2 separate regions of the Danio rerio genome follow, and region 1 is linked to region 2. The links are chromatin contacts, called in public Micro-C maps. All regions are on one chromosome and are shown on one strand. The core of a region is the stretch at or near the end of the contact, and the rest is flanking DNA. Distances in the headings are between cores, read along the strand shown. Region 1 overlaps pcdh2g1 (protocadherin 2 gamma 1). Region 2 overlaps diaph1 (diaphanous related formin 1).

Evidence for each region. Hi-C and Micro-C count contacts between places; a contact is called where the count stands out from the background.
Region 1: a Micro-C map of caudal fin shows a contact between it and region 2, with 6 times the contacts expected there. The contact joins two enhancer-like sites. A contact is called at or near these places in 5 of 18 Hi-C or Micro-C datasets (caudal fin, embryo, fibroblasts and 2 more) and 2 of 4 datasets of contacts at active chromatin or transcription factors (embryo and gastrula embryo).

The regions. Positions count from the first base shown.
Region 1 is chr14:2,424,283-2,431,092 of GRCz12tu, reverse strand. The region is part of intron 1 of pcdh2g1 (protocadherin 2 gamma 1); the gene reads left to right. All of the region lies in intron 4 of pcdh2g2 (protocadherin 2 gamma 2), which reads left to right. All of the region lies in intron 1 of pcdh2g5 (protocadherin 2 gamma 5), which reads left to right. All of the region lies in intron 2 of pcdh2g6 (protocadherin 2 gamma 6), which reads left to right. It also overlaps pcdh2g7, pcdh2g8, pcdh2g9, pcdh2g12, pcdh2g13 and pcdh2g16, and 1 more gene. Among named protein-coding and RNA genes, the nearest start is that of pcdh2g28, 36 kb to the left of the region's middle. Within about 2 kb of position 4,967, at least 49 of the 62 cell types and tissues checked have an H3K27ac peak or open chromatin away from gene starts, as enhancers often do. A contact at or near this core is called in caudal fin, where this site is marked.
Region 2 is chr14:2,333,742-2,339,994 of GRCz12tu, reverse strand. diaph1 (diaphanous related formin 1) reads right to left here. Exons shown (of 26, transcript XM_073922444.1): 17 at 1,208-1,306; 18 at 944-1,038. Among named protein-coding and RNA genes, the nearest start is that of pcdh2g28, 130 kb to the left of the region's middle. Within about 2 kb of position 4,749, at least 36 of the 62 cell types and tissues checked have an H3K27ac peak or open chromatin away from gene starts, as enhancers often do. A contact at or near this core is called in caudal fin, where this site is marked.

The sequences.
Region 1 (6,810 bases), core at 3,718-6,217, 91 kb before region 2:
TCCTGGAGAGCCACCTTCCTGCAGGTTTCATTTGCAACCCATATCAAACACACCTGCCTGTAATTATCAAGTGGTGTTCAGGCTCTAATTAATTGGTTCAGGTGTGTTTGATATGGGTAGCAACTGAAATCTGCAGGAAGGTAGATCTCCAGGAACAGGGTTGGCCACCCCTGATCTACACTCAAAACGTTTAAGCTCTGCCATACTTAGTTTCACATGCTTTCATTGTGTGCACCTTAAAAAACCAACAATTATACATTCTACAGCTTTTGCAGTAATTGCAATGGTCTCTAAAACAGGTTTTAATGCACTTTATAATTTTTTCAGTCACACAATATTTCATTTTCATAATAAAATATAAAGCATTTTGTAATTTTCCATAATTTTCTATAAAATTTATTTAGGTATGTAATGTATTGATATAAATTACTGACTTAATAAGGTTTTATTTACATGTTTATTGTTCACATGTGATTTAATAGTGTTCTGAATCACGCATTGCATACGCTATAGTTAAATTAAATGTCTGTATATTAGCATTCTGGTTATAAAAGTGCCACCACACTTTAGTTTTTTCCTATATTGCTTGCTTACAGTGTACTGTTTTTAAATGCTGCAATTTTCAAAAATGCTTCTATTTCAAAAATTGAAATAGAAATGTTCGGTTTAAGTGTCAGTGTGGTTTGACTGGGGCTGTTGGATGTAATAGCTGCTTCATATAGTTTATGATGTCATAAGACTGCAGTGTTGTTTCATTGTTTGTTGGAAGAGGGTTGCTGGCTGGTTTATTGGTAACTGACTGGATTAGATCTGTATGTGTACTTGTTTTTATATCCCAGTGGGAACTTAAACCTAAATGCACACAGACTCACGGGTACTCACCACAATTTCGGTCCCCGATGGTAAACATGCATGTAAATTACACAGAATTAAATAATCTGATGATGTGAAAGTGCAGATTGTTTCCTATGCGGGTTGGGGTAGATGAGAGAATATACGGTTTTTAACATCATTACATTATATGCTGGGATATACACTCTCAAAAATAAAGGTACAAGAGTTGTCACTGGGGCAGTACCTTTTTAAAAGATACATATTTGTTCCCAAATAGTCCATAGTGGGACCTAAAAGGTGCATATTAGTACCCAAATGTACCTAAAAGGTGCATATTAGTACCCAAATGTACCTAAAAAGTGCATATTAGTATCCAAATGTACCTAAAAAGTGCATATAAGTACCTACAAAGTGCATATTATTACCCAAATGTACCTAAAACGTGCATATTAGTACCCAAATGTACCTAAAAGGTGCATATTAGTACTCAAATGTACATAAAAGGTGCATATTCGTACCCAATTGTACCTAAAAGGTCCATATTAGTACCCAAATGTACCCAAAAAGTGGATATAAATACCTAAAAAGTGCATATTAGTACCCAAATGTACCTAAAAAGTGCATATTAGTACCCAAATGTACCTAAAAAGTGCATATTAGTACTCAAATGTACCTAAAAAGTGCATATTAGAACCCAAATGTACCTAAAAAGTGCAAATTAGTACTCAAATGTACCTAAAAGGTGCATATTTGTACCCAAATGTACCTAAAAAAGTGCATATTAGTACCCAAATGTACCTAAAAGGTGCATATTAGTACCCAAATCTACCTAAAAAGTGCATATTAGTATCCAAATGTATCTAAAAAGTGTATATTAGTACTCAAATGTACCTAAAAAGTATCTTTGAGGTACCATTATGTACCCTTCCGGTACAAATATGTACCTTTTAAAAAGGTACTGCCCCAGTGACAGCTCCTGTACCTTCATTTCTGAGAGTATAGGAACACGTCTGTGTCTGTGTGTGTGTCATCGGCTGCATGCAGAAGCAGTGTTTTCGCGGAGTGTCGCTGTCCGCCATTGTAGTGCTGAAACTGGCTATGTCATTGCCCTCCTTCTCCTTCCCGTTGCATATCTAACATGAGCATTCGCGCTCTCTCTCAGCTCGAAAACATGCTTTGTTTACATGCTTGTATATATAATTGCTTGTTTCCGTCGAGCGTTTAATCTTTCCTCTTGCATGTAACACAATTGCTGCAGTGTTTCTGTTTCTTTTGTGCTCTGAAATGTGCATGCGCGTGTACAGCGTGTTTCAGCTCGCCCCTCCCGTCTGCTGCAGAACCCAAAAGCGCCGATCTGCAGTTCAGGAAAGTCACCACTGGTCGGCAGTAAAGATAACACTCACACACACATACACACACACATACACACACGCATATGTCGGTCACATGGTTATGGTTTAAAATACAAGCCTAAGAGGTCTACAAATCTATCATCTGCACATAAAACGATAGATTTACTGACCTCAAATGGTTTGAGTTTATTTTACAATATCATATTTAGATGAATGGACATTATCTAAAAGGAGAATAATAATAATTTTGGTAACACTTTACAATAAGTGTCTATGAGTTAATGTTAGTAAATGCATTAGATAAAAGGCATTAAGAGTGAACAACACTTCTGTTTTGCATTATTTAATATAATAGTAGTATAAACATATTGATGAGTTATTTAATGCATTAATCAACATGAACATGATTCATTTTCATATGTTAATTTCATAAGGCGGAAACAGTCTAATGCTATTCTTCTGTCTAAAAGCTTGTTGGAATGTGAAGTTAAAATGATTGAGAACTGCATGTATAAGATTTTATTAATTTAAAAAGTAGGAAAATGCATGAATTAAAATTTGATATCACACAAATTGTTAATCATTTAAAGATACAAAAATAAAAACAAAAAAACTGTGTAGTTTATATTATTTAAATATATAAATAATAAATAATATCATCCCACAATATCACCAAATATTTCTGATATTAATATTTTATTATTCTTACCCAATTATGGAAACACTTTACACTAAGGGTGTATTAGATAATGTTAGTTAAAGCAACATGAACTAACAGTGAACAACACTTCTGTTATGCATTAATTAATCTTTGTTAATGTCAACTAAACATATATGAATCTTTTATTTAACACATCATTTAACATGAACCAATGGTGAATAATGACTTTGATGAATTGCATCATCTTGGTTGATGTTTACTTACTCATATTCTAGTGCACCTCTTTACATTAACAGCCTAATTAGATCATGTCTATTTACACATACACTGCTGCATTTGTTCATGGATTAGATAACATTATTATGGATTAGATAATAGTAAATCTGATATGTAAACTAAACATTAATGTGTTAATACATTCATTAATACATTAGTTAGCCTGAACAAATAATAAACAAATCTTAGTAACATGTAAGACTTTACAATAAAATTCATAATTCCATTAGCAAATGCTTTTTTAATGGTAAATCATGTTAGTAAAGTGTTAACAAACATGAATAACATGCCGGTTTTGAAGTGTTAACGTGAAAACCTCAGCTTAAACTTGCATGTTATTCATGTTTGTTAACCATTTATTAAAAGTATTTGTCATAAGCAAAGCATTTGTTAATGGAATTATTAACCTTATTGTAGTGTAAACTATTCCAACATTATCTAACATTTCTTCATCACCTGTAGAAACACCTTTTACTTTATCTAAACTCCATCTTACAAAGCCTCAATGATGAAAATGATGTTTACTATAAATGTACCACAATCATGTTGCACAGCTTGCTTCAACCTTAAACAACTCTTTTGCACAATAATAAACCTTTTTACCATAGCTCTTACAGTATGTTCAGTGTTGTGTTTTATTCATGATTAATTTATGTAGCACCATGACAATCCCTGATAAATAAAGAACTAAGCCGAAGGAAAATGAATAATAATAATATAATAATAATAATAATAATAATAATAATAATAATAATAATAATAATAATAATTCATTTGTTCATTCAATTTCCTTTGGTTCAGTCCCTTTATTCATCAATGGTCGCCACAGCGGAATGAACCGCCAACTTATCCAGCATATGTTTTACACAGTGAATGCCCTTCCAGCTGCAACTCAGTATTGGGAAACATAATAAAAATAATAATAATAATAATAATTCATTTATTTATCAATTTTTCATTTGGTTTAGTCCCTTTATTCATCAAGGGTCGCCACAGCGGAATGAACCGCCAACTTATCCAGCATATGTTTTACACAGCGGATGCCCTTCCAGCTGCAACTCAGTATTGGGAAACATAATAATAACAATAATTATAATTATAATTATAATTATAATAATAATTATTATTATTATTATTATTATTATTATTATTAGATTTTTATTTTATTATATATTGTTTTATAATAATGGAACTCAATGGGGATCTAAAACGGTTTGTTAGCCATATTCTTCTAAATAACTTTCTTTAGGAGCAGCAGAAGAAAGGAACTAGTTTAAATCTGGAAATTAATATTTGGAATATATATATATATATATATATATATATATATATATATATATATATATATATATATATATATATATATATATATATATATATATATATATATATATATATATAGTAATCCAATACTTTTAAATAAAGAGAAGAATAAATGCATCATGTTGAAACTGCGCCGTCTAGTGGCGAGTCGCTGCAGTACAGAGTTGTGTTTGTATTCTTTATTAATTCGCCCTTGTATCATTTCTTTTCAGTTGATTATCATTACTGAACATCTGATGCGAGTTTATCACATTGTCTGTGTTATCAGTAAATGTCTTCGATGTTTTCTGTGGTCTGTGGCTGTGTTCGCAAATTGCCAGCGTTCCTTTTAGCCCCTAATGTTCTTTATCGGGGCTCGTAAATATTTTAAACCACATGGGATCCCTGGCATGTGCGCTGGAAACAGGTCGACCTGAGCTGTGAAAGTTTCTGCAAGCTCGAGGAGATGTGTGTGTGTGTGGGTCTCTTTCTCTCTCGCTCTCTTACCAGCCCTCGCTCTTTCTCTCTCTCACTCACTATGTGTGTGTGTGCGCGCAATAGGACGGACCTCTTTGTGACTCAGTCTCCGCCCTGTTGCGCAGCGGAGGCGCAGCTAATTCAGGGAGTTTTGGAGAAGAGCTGGATGGAGGACTGTTTTTCCTCTCGTGTAATTTCCCGAAAGGTTTACAGCCATCATGAGTTATGTTAAACTTCTTCTTTCTGTCCGCGCGAATCGGATTGCGTTACGCGCGACATCGTAGCGCCGCTTCGACTGGAATATGGGATCTATAAGACGGAAAAGTTGAAACTTTTCCCCTCCCCTGTCCGCGCATAATGGAGCGCAGCCGCTCATGGCCCGTGCTCTGCCTCGCGCTCTGCCTCATGCATCTCTCCGTGTCGAGCGGGGAGCTCCGTTATTCGGTACCCGAGGAACAGAAGCCGGGTTCCGTCGTTGGGAGTATAGCGAGGGATTTGGGTCTCAGCGCGACGAGGATTACTGAAAGAAATCTAAAAGTTGTGTCGGAGTCTAACGCGCAGTACTTCGAGGTCAATTCTAACGGTGTCTTGGTTATTAGAGAGACGATAGACAGGGAGCGCATTTGCGCTTTAAGCACAACTTGCTCTTTGCACCTTCAAATCCTTCTTCAGAACCCTTTGGAAATCCACAGAGTTCTTATTCAGATTGATGATGTGAACGACAACGCGCCGCAGTTCCCAAACGCGAATTCATCACTTGAGATATCCGAGGCGGCCGCTCCGGGAACGCGGTTCCGCTTGGAGAGCGCGCGCGATCCCGATGTGGGCATTAACTCGCTGCGCACGTACAGCCTCTCCGCGAGCGACTACTTTGTTTTACACGTGGAGACCAAAAGCGACGGCAGCAAATTTCCAGAGCTGACTCTGGAGAAGGCTTTGGATCGCGAGACGATTTCCGCGTTTCAACTCCTGCTCACGGCTGTGGACGGAGGACAGCCGGAGAAATCCGGGACCACCCTTCTGCTCATTAAGATCCTGGACGTGAATGACAACGCGCCTGTGTTTGATGAGCCGGTCAAAAGGGTCAGCCTTTTGGAGAACTCTCCTCCGGGGACACTCGTGACCAAACTAAACACCACCGATGTGGACTCTGGCGTAAACGGGAAGATATCCTACTCATTCAGTAAGTACACTCCAGAGAGAATACTGAAGATGTTCAGCGTCGATTCTAAATCGGGGGAAATCCGTGTTGTGGGGGATGTGGACTATGAGGAAGCAAATGTGTATGACATCACTGTTCAGGCCAGGGATGGAGGCTCTCCCGCCATGGAGGGCTCATGCAACATCAAAGTGGAAATAATCGATGTGAACGATAACACTCCGGAGGTGACATTAACGTCTCTGACCAGCCCCATCCGGGAGGATGCTGACAGCGGGACTGTTATAGCACTGATCAGTGCGAAGGACTTAGATTCAGGGGATAACGGGAAAGTGACACTTAAAGTGTCCCAAGGACTTCCGTTTAAGCTCAAGTCAGCTTTTGGAGAACACTACACGCTTGTGACGGACGGACGTCTAGACAGAGAAGCCATTGATGAGTACACTGTTGTTGTCACGGCGACTGACTCCGGCTCGCCTCCGCTGTCCTCTGAGAAGCGCTTTGCGGTGCGCCTGTCAGACGTTAACGATAACGCTCCGGTGTTCTCGCAGAGCTCCTACTCAGTGGATGTAGCAGAAAATAACGCTCCCGGTACTCCAATAGCGAGCGTTTCGGCGACAGATCCAGACGTCGGCGACAACGCCCGCTTGTCCTACTCAATCCTGCCCAGCAGCATCCACGGCAGCCCCATATCCTCATACGTCTACATCAACCCAGAGAACGGAAACATCTTCACCATGCGCTCTCTG
Region 2 (6,253 bases), core at 3,500-5,999:
TCATGCTCCTTAAGCCTGATTTATACTTCAGCGTCAGGTGACCGGCGTAACCCACGGCGCAGGCAACGCGCGTGGCTGTGCATTTATACTTCTGCGCGCTGTCTCTGTCGGTCTGCATTAACACTTCTGAAACGCTAGTTGGCAGTGAGGTGTAAATGTTCCTCTGTGTCGAGTTTCTTCGCTGCTGTTTTGGTTTTCCTGAACACTTCCGGGATGTACAAGTGGCTCAAACTCGCTCATTTTGAGGCAGGAACCGGCGGACGTGCAACAACTTTAACTATGAGGTAAACACAAAACAAAACGTTCCATCCGGAGCTCCTTTACGGGATTCCACACTTGTAAACAATCGCTCGCGCGGCGTAGCGCCATTCGCGCGGCTCTCGGTCCCGCCCAGACTCGTCAGCGCTACCAAGCCGACCAATCACAGAGCTTGCGCTACACGTCGTTGCGACGTGTAGTTACATTTTTTGAGAGGTGCACGTCAGTGACGGCGATGGCCACGGCGAAGGGCTATGCGTCAGCGCCGTAGCATACGCCGGTGTTTGATGCAGAAGTATAAATCAGCCTTCAGTTTGTGATCGTTCCTCAGTTTGTGAAGGCTTCCCCGCGTTGTCACTCCACCCCGCCCCCCTTCCCCGCTCCTCAATTTGTGATCGCTTCCTCGCGTCGTCGCTCCACCGACTCCCCCCATCCCCTCAGTTTGTGATTGCAGTTTGTGATTTTGGGTGACCTAACTCTAAAATACTGTGACATCATACCGCAGGTTGGCAGATTAATTGGCACCTAAGGTTAGGGTAAAGTAAATAATTGCTAAAAAATCAGATAATGGCAAAAATCCCTGTTGTTCTTGGACAATATCTTTACACAAATATTATATATGAGTTCATTCATGATCAAATCTTATAAAGTATAAGTCAATAAACAAAACTCTATTTACTCATACCTGCACCATGTTTTCAGTGAGAAGCGTCTCATTGACCTCCAGGATGACAGTTTTCATCTCTTCATAAGGCAGCCGGTTTGAACCCAAGAATATAGCTGCAACACACACACACACACACACACACACACACACACACACACACGCACACACGCACACACACACACACACACACACACACACACACACACACACACACACACACACACAGTGTCAGAGCAGTGCAGTATTTCTCATGTGAGCGCTGATGCTCAGGCTGATACTCACAGAGATTCTGGGATGTTTTGGAGTCGAGCACCTTCAGCTCTTTCACTTTCTTCTTCTGAGCGCTTTTCTTCTCTTCTGACGCCTCTTGATCTTTCTTAGCTAGAAACACATAATAAAACCGAAAGTAAGCACTTAGTGTGTGACTTTGGCCTCGGGTTCTGAGAGAGAACTTCTGTATAAAATGTACATGCCCAACAATTAACTAAATTAAATTCAATTAAATACAACTATAATAAATTCAATCAAGAATGGCAAACAAATAAACACCAATTGTAATGTATATAAAATAGGACTTTTTCAATAATACATGATAAAATTAAAACTTTAATTATTTTTAAACTATTTTTAATTTTATTTAAATTATTATTAAAGTTATTTAATTATTTTTTTATTGTTGTCACTCCTACAAATAACCTTATTTTTTCAGTTATTCATCAAAGCGAGAAAGTTTTTTATTTAATTTTACATAAATGTTTAACTTTAATTATTTTGTATATATTTTTAGTTCAACTTTCAATACCAAAAACAAGAAAACAACTTGTTAATAGTTTAATACGCTAAAAAAAAAATATATTTTTGTTTTAGCTTTAATTCCACCTGAGCTTTAGTTATTTTAATCACTTTATAAAAAATGTAGATGTATTTAAAAATATTTCTATTGAACATTTTTAATTAAACTTTTATCTTTTTTTCTACTAAAAAAACAATAAAATAAATGACAAACTTCAGAAAACACTACACACTAAACATTTCAGCATTGTAGTTATTTTTTTTTACACTAACTGTAATATATATATATAATTAAAATCTGAATTATTAAACCCCTTATTTTCTTTTTTTAAATATTTCCCAAATTATGATCAACAGAGCAAGGCAATTTACACAGTCTGTCTGATAATAATTTTTCTTCTGGAGAAAGTCTTATTTGTTTTATTTTGGCATGAATGAAAGCAGTTTTTTAATTTTTTAAAAGCCATTTTAAGGACAATATTATTAGAATTAGAATATAAATATAATAATTATAATATTCTATAGAATATAATTATAATAATAATATTCTAATAATTATTAGAATAATTCTGACTTCAACTAATATATATATATTTTAGTTTAATCAGTAAAAGTAGCCTTCTTCTTCATTTTAAATGTTTCTTTAAATTTTATTTAATCGCTTTTTTTAATTATAGAACATTAGTTTGAGTAATTCATGATAAAGCACAACAAGAACACAAAACACACACAATAAAATCATGAATATTGGGTCTACGCTACTTTACAGCTGCAAAAATGAGCTCATAATTAAAAATAACAAAGAAAAAAGACTCAACAACAAACATCTAAACAAAAAATGAACTCACACACACACACACACACAAACACACACACAAACACACACACAAACACAAACACACACACGCACACACACACGCACGCACGCACACACGCACGCACACTTCAGTGTTCTCTGTTCTAAAGACAGACTGTGAGGAGCAGCAGGAGGTCAGAGGTCAAGAGTCAAGCGTCCAGCAGCTTCAGTGAAACATGAAGACAGAAGTTCACACTGACCATCAGCTGATGTGTGTGTGTGTGTGTGTGTGTGTGTGTATAATAATCTCTCGCTCACACCAGAAAACACACACTCAAGATCATCTCGCGCTGCTCTGCAATCTGGCCTGTGTGTTTTTTCACACTCACATACATTATTCTTCCTCAATAGTTTCTCTCCTCCGTTTTCAGCCGCTTTCAAAAGCTGTGTTCTCCTCTTTGTAGCTCATTTCCAGGCAGAACATTCATGTCTGGCATCCGAGTGTGTGTATTGAGTTACAGCAGCATATGGAAACGCTCAAACTCTGAACACACACACACACACACAGACACACACACACACACACACACACACACACACACACACGCACACACACACACACAAAATCACTCTCGGTTTTACACTTTAGTTCATAAGAATGGCTCCTAATATTGTAAAACACACACACACACACACACACACACACACACACACACACACACACACACACACATACACACACACACACAATCACTCTCGGTTTTACACTTTAGTTCATAAGAATGGCTCCTAATATTGTAAAACACACACACACACACACACACACACACACACACACACACACACACACACACACACACACACAATCACTCTCGGTTTTACACTTTAGTTCATAAGAATGCCTCCTAATATTGTAACACACACACACACACACACACACACACACACACACACACACACACACACACACACACACACACACAATCACTCTCGGTTTTACACTTTAGTTCATAAGAATGGCTGCTAATATTGTAACACACACACACACACACACACACACACACAAAAGCAGGAACAGAGCTTTAAGTCTGACCAACACAATTAGGTTTTCCTAATATTATGCGCCGACAGAAACATCAACACACACTGTAAAATATAAATATGCAGGCTTCCACACGACTCATTCATGCTGTCTCAACACAAATCGATTAAGTTAACTTAACACCAACACAACCCAAACACCTTAACCTCAAATATGCAACAGACACAAACATCGCAGGAAACAAAACACTAGATAGAGATCACTAATCTGACCACGACACAACATGAGCTCAAATCTCTGTCAGTGGGTCAGCGTGTGTGTGCGCATGTGTGATTGATTATACTCCGCCAGGGTGCACACACACACACAGCCATATCACCATGTGTGTGTGATTCATAAAATGGGATCTGCGTTCAAAATGGCTGCTAGTCTCTCTCCCACACACACACACACACACGAACTCAAACGGGATTTAAACTCATTTATGAGCCAATAGCGCCCCTGCAGGCCGCAAGGAGAACTGCAGCACTCACTCAGCACATCTGTTTCACATTAACAGTACACTTACAAGAATGTGTGTGCATCTGCACAATCAGAACATATCACACACACTCTCTTTAAAGTTATTGTTTCTGGATTGTGCTGTAAAACTCCTGCTGCCTTTTGTATTCTCGAATTGCCTGAGGTCTATTCATCCATTCAGCCTTTTATCTTCCTCTCATGGCATCCAGCCTCTCAGTACACAGCTGCCACACACACACACACACACACACTGGAAATGAGGACACGTCATTTACCAATGACTAAAACATTCAAAATAACTTATTAAATGCTAAATATAGTATCATTAACATATATCAATGCTCAGATTATCAGCAAATTAGTAGAATTATTAAATATTATTACACTTTTAAATGCTCAAGAAACATTTCTGATCAATATCACTTTCATAAATGGACTGCTTGGTCACAAGTGTAAACACTAATACTTGTAAACACTACAAACAAGCATGTGAAAATGCTAAATGTGTGTGTTGTAATCTGTTTTTACACACCAGTACCTCTTTGTTTGCAGCACATGAGTGTGTTTCTGTGTTTATTAGTTCAGAGTGAGCCACGGACATCTTGTCTGCTGTTTCTGGAACTCCTGATCTCACTTTAAGCACACACACACACACTCACACACTCTTCTTTTCCCATATAAGGCGAGAGTTTATGCGAGTGGAAGGTCAGAGAGAGAACGAGAGAAAGACAGAGACACATGTCCGGCATGATAAAGTGAATATGACTGAACACTTCAGCAGCAGTTCAATACAATCTGCTCGCACAAAGAGCAACTGTGTTCTTTCATCTCTCGCTCTTTCATTTGAGAGTATTTTTAGGCTAGAGTGCACTGTGCTGACAGACTCCTTTGTTGTGTGGAAGTTTATGGTGGAGCGCTGGCGCCTCTAGCGGCCACACAGACGCACTGCTGACTCGCATTCAAACTTCTTACAAAACAGGCAATGTTTGCCTCACTAACACTTTAGGGACACTTTACTTTTGAAATATGGAGAAAAGTTCGTCCTAAAGTATGCACTAAAACTAGTAATATACAATTAAAGGGGAAAAACAAGTTAAGAATTTAAAACAAAAATGCTAAGAAACATCTCACTGAAGCTTTTCTGTAACAATAAATCTCAAACTTTGTCACATTTCTGCACTGAATAAATTATTATGAATTAAAAAAAATATATGAATTACAATGTATGAAAAAAGCTGAAAGTTCGAGTAACACAAGTATTATTCTGCATGCATAATGACTTACAAACATTTTCATGTGTTTTTCCTCTTTTTTGTTTCTCAACAAGAGTCAAAAGTTAAATTGGATTATACATCTCCTAGTTTTATCTTCTCATACACTAAAACTAGTAATACAGAGTGTAAAATACAAGAAAAAATATTTTAAAATGCCCAAATGGCGTCATTTGTAACATGTAACTGAAACACTTTTCTGTAACAAAACAATCGCAAACTTTGTCTCCTATGCCAGCATTGAATGAATCAAGATTACTATGAATTAATTTATATATTATTATATATATATATATATATATATATATATATATATATATATATAATATATATATATATATATATATATAATAATATATAAATTAATTCATAGTAATCTTGATTCATTCAATGCTGGCATAGGAGACAAAGTTTGCGATTGTTTTGTTATATATATATATATTATATATATATATATATATATATTATATATATATATATATATATATATATATATATATATATTATATATATATATATATATATATATATATATATATATATTATAATATATATATATATATATATATATATATATATATATATATATATATATATATATATATATATATATAAATAAAATACTAAGCATAATGTCCTGTAAAAATGTGTCGTGTTTTTTATATCATGAATAATCTTATTGATAATTATAATCTTACAATAATAATAATAATAATAATAATAATAATAATTATAATAATAATAATAATAATTATAAAACTATTGCAATCAATGAAGCAAAAGTTGATTATAATTCCTTTAATTTTATTTTCCTACACACTAAAACCAGTATATAGTTGGGAAAAGAGTAGATAAAATACTTTAAAATACTTACTGGCATCATTTGTAACATTTTACTGTAGCGT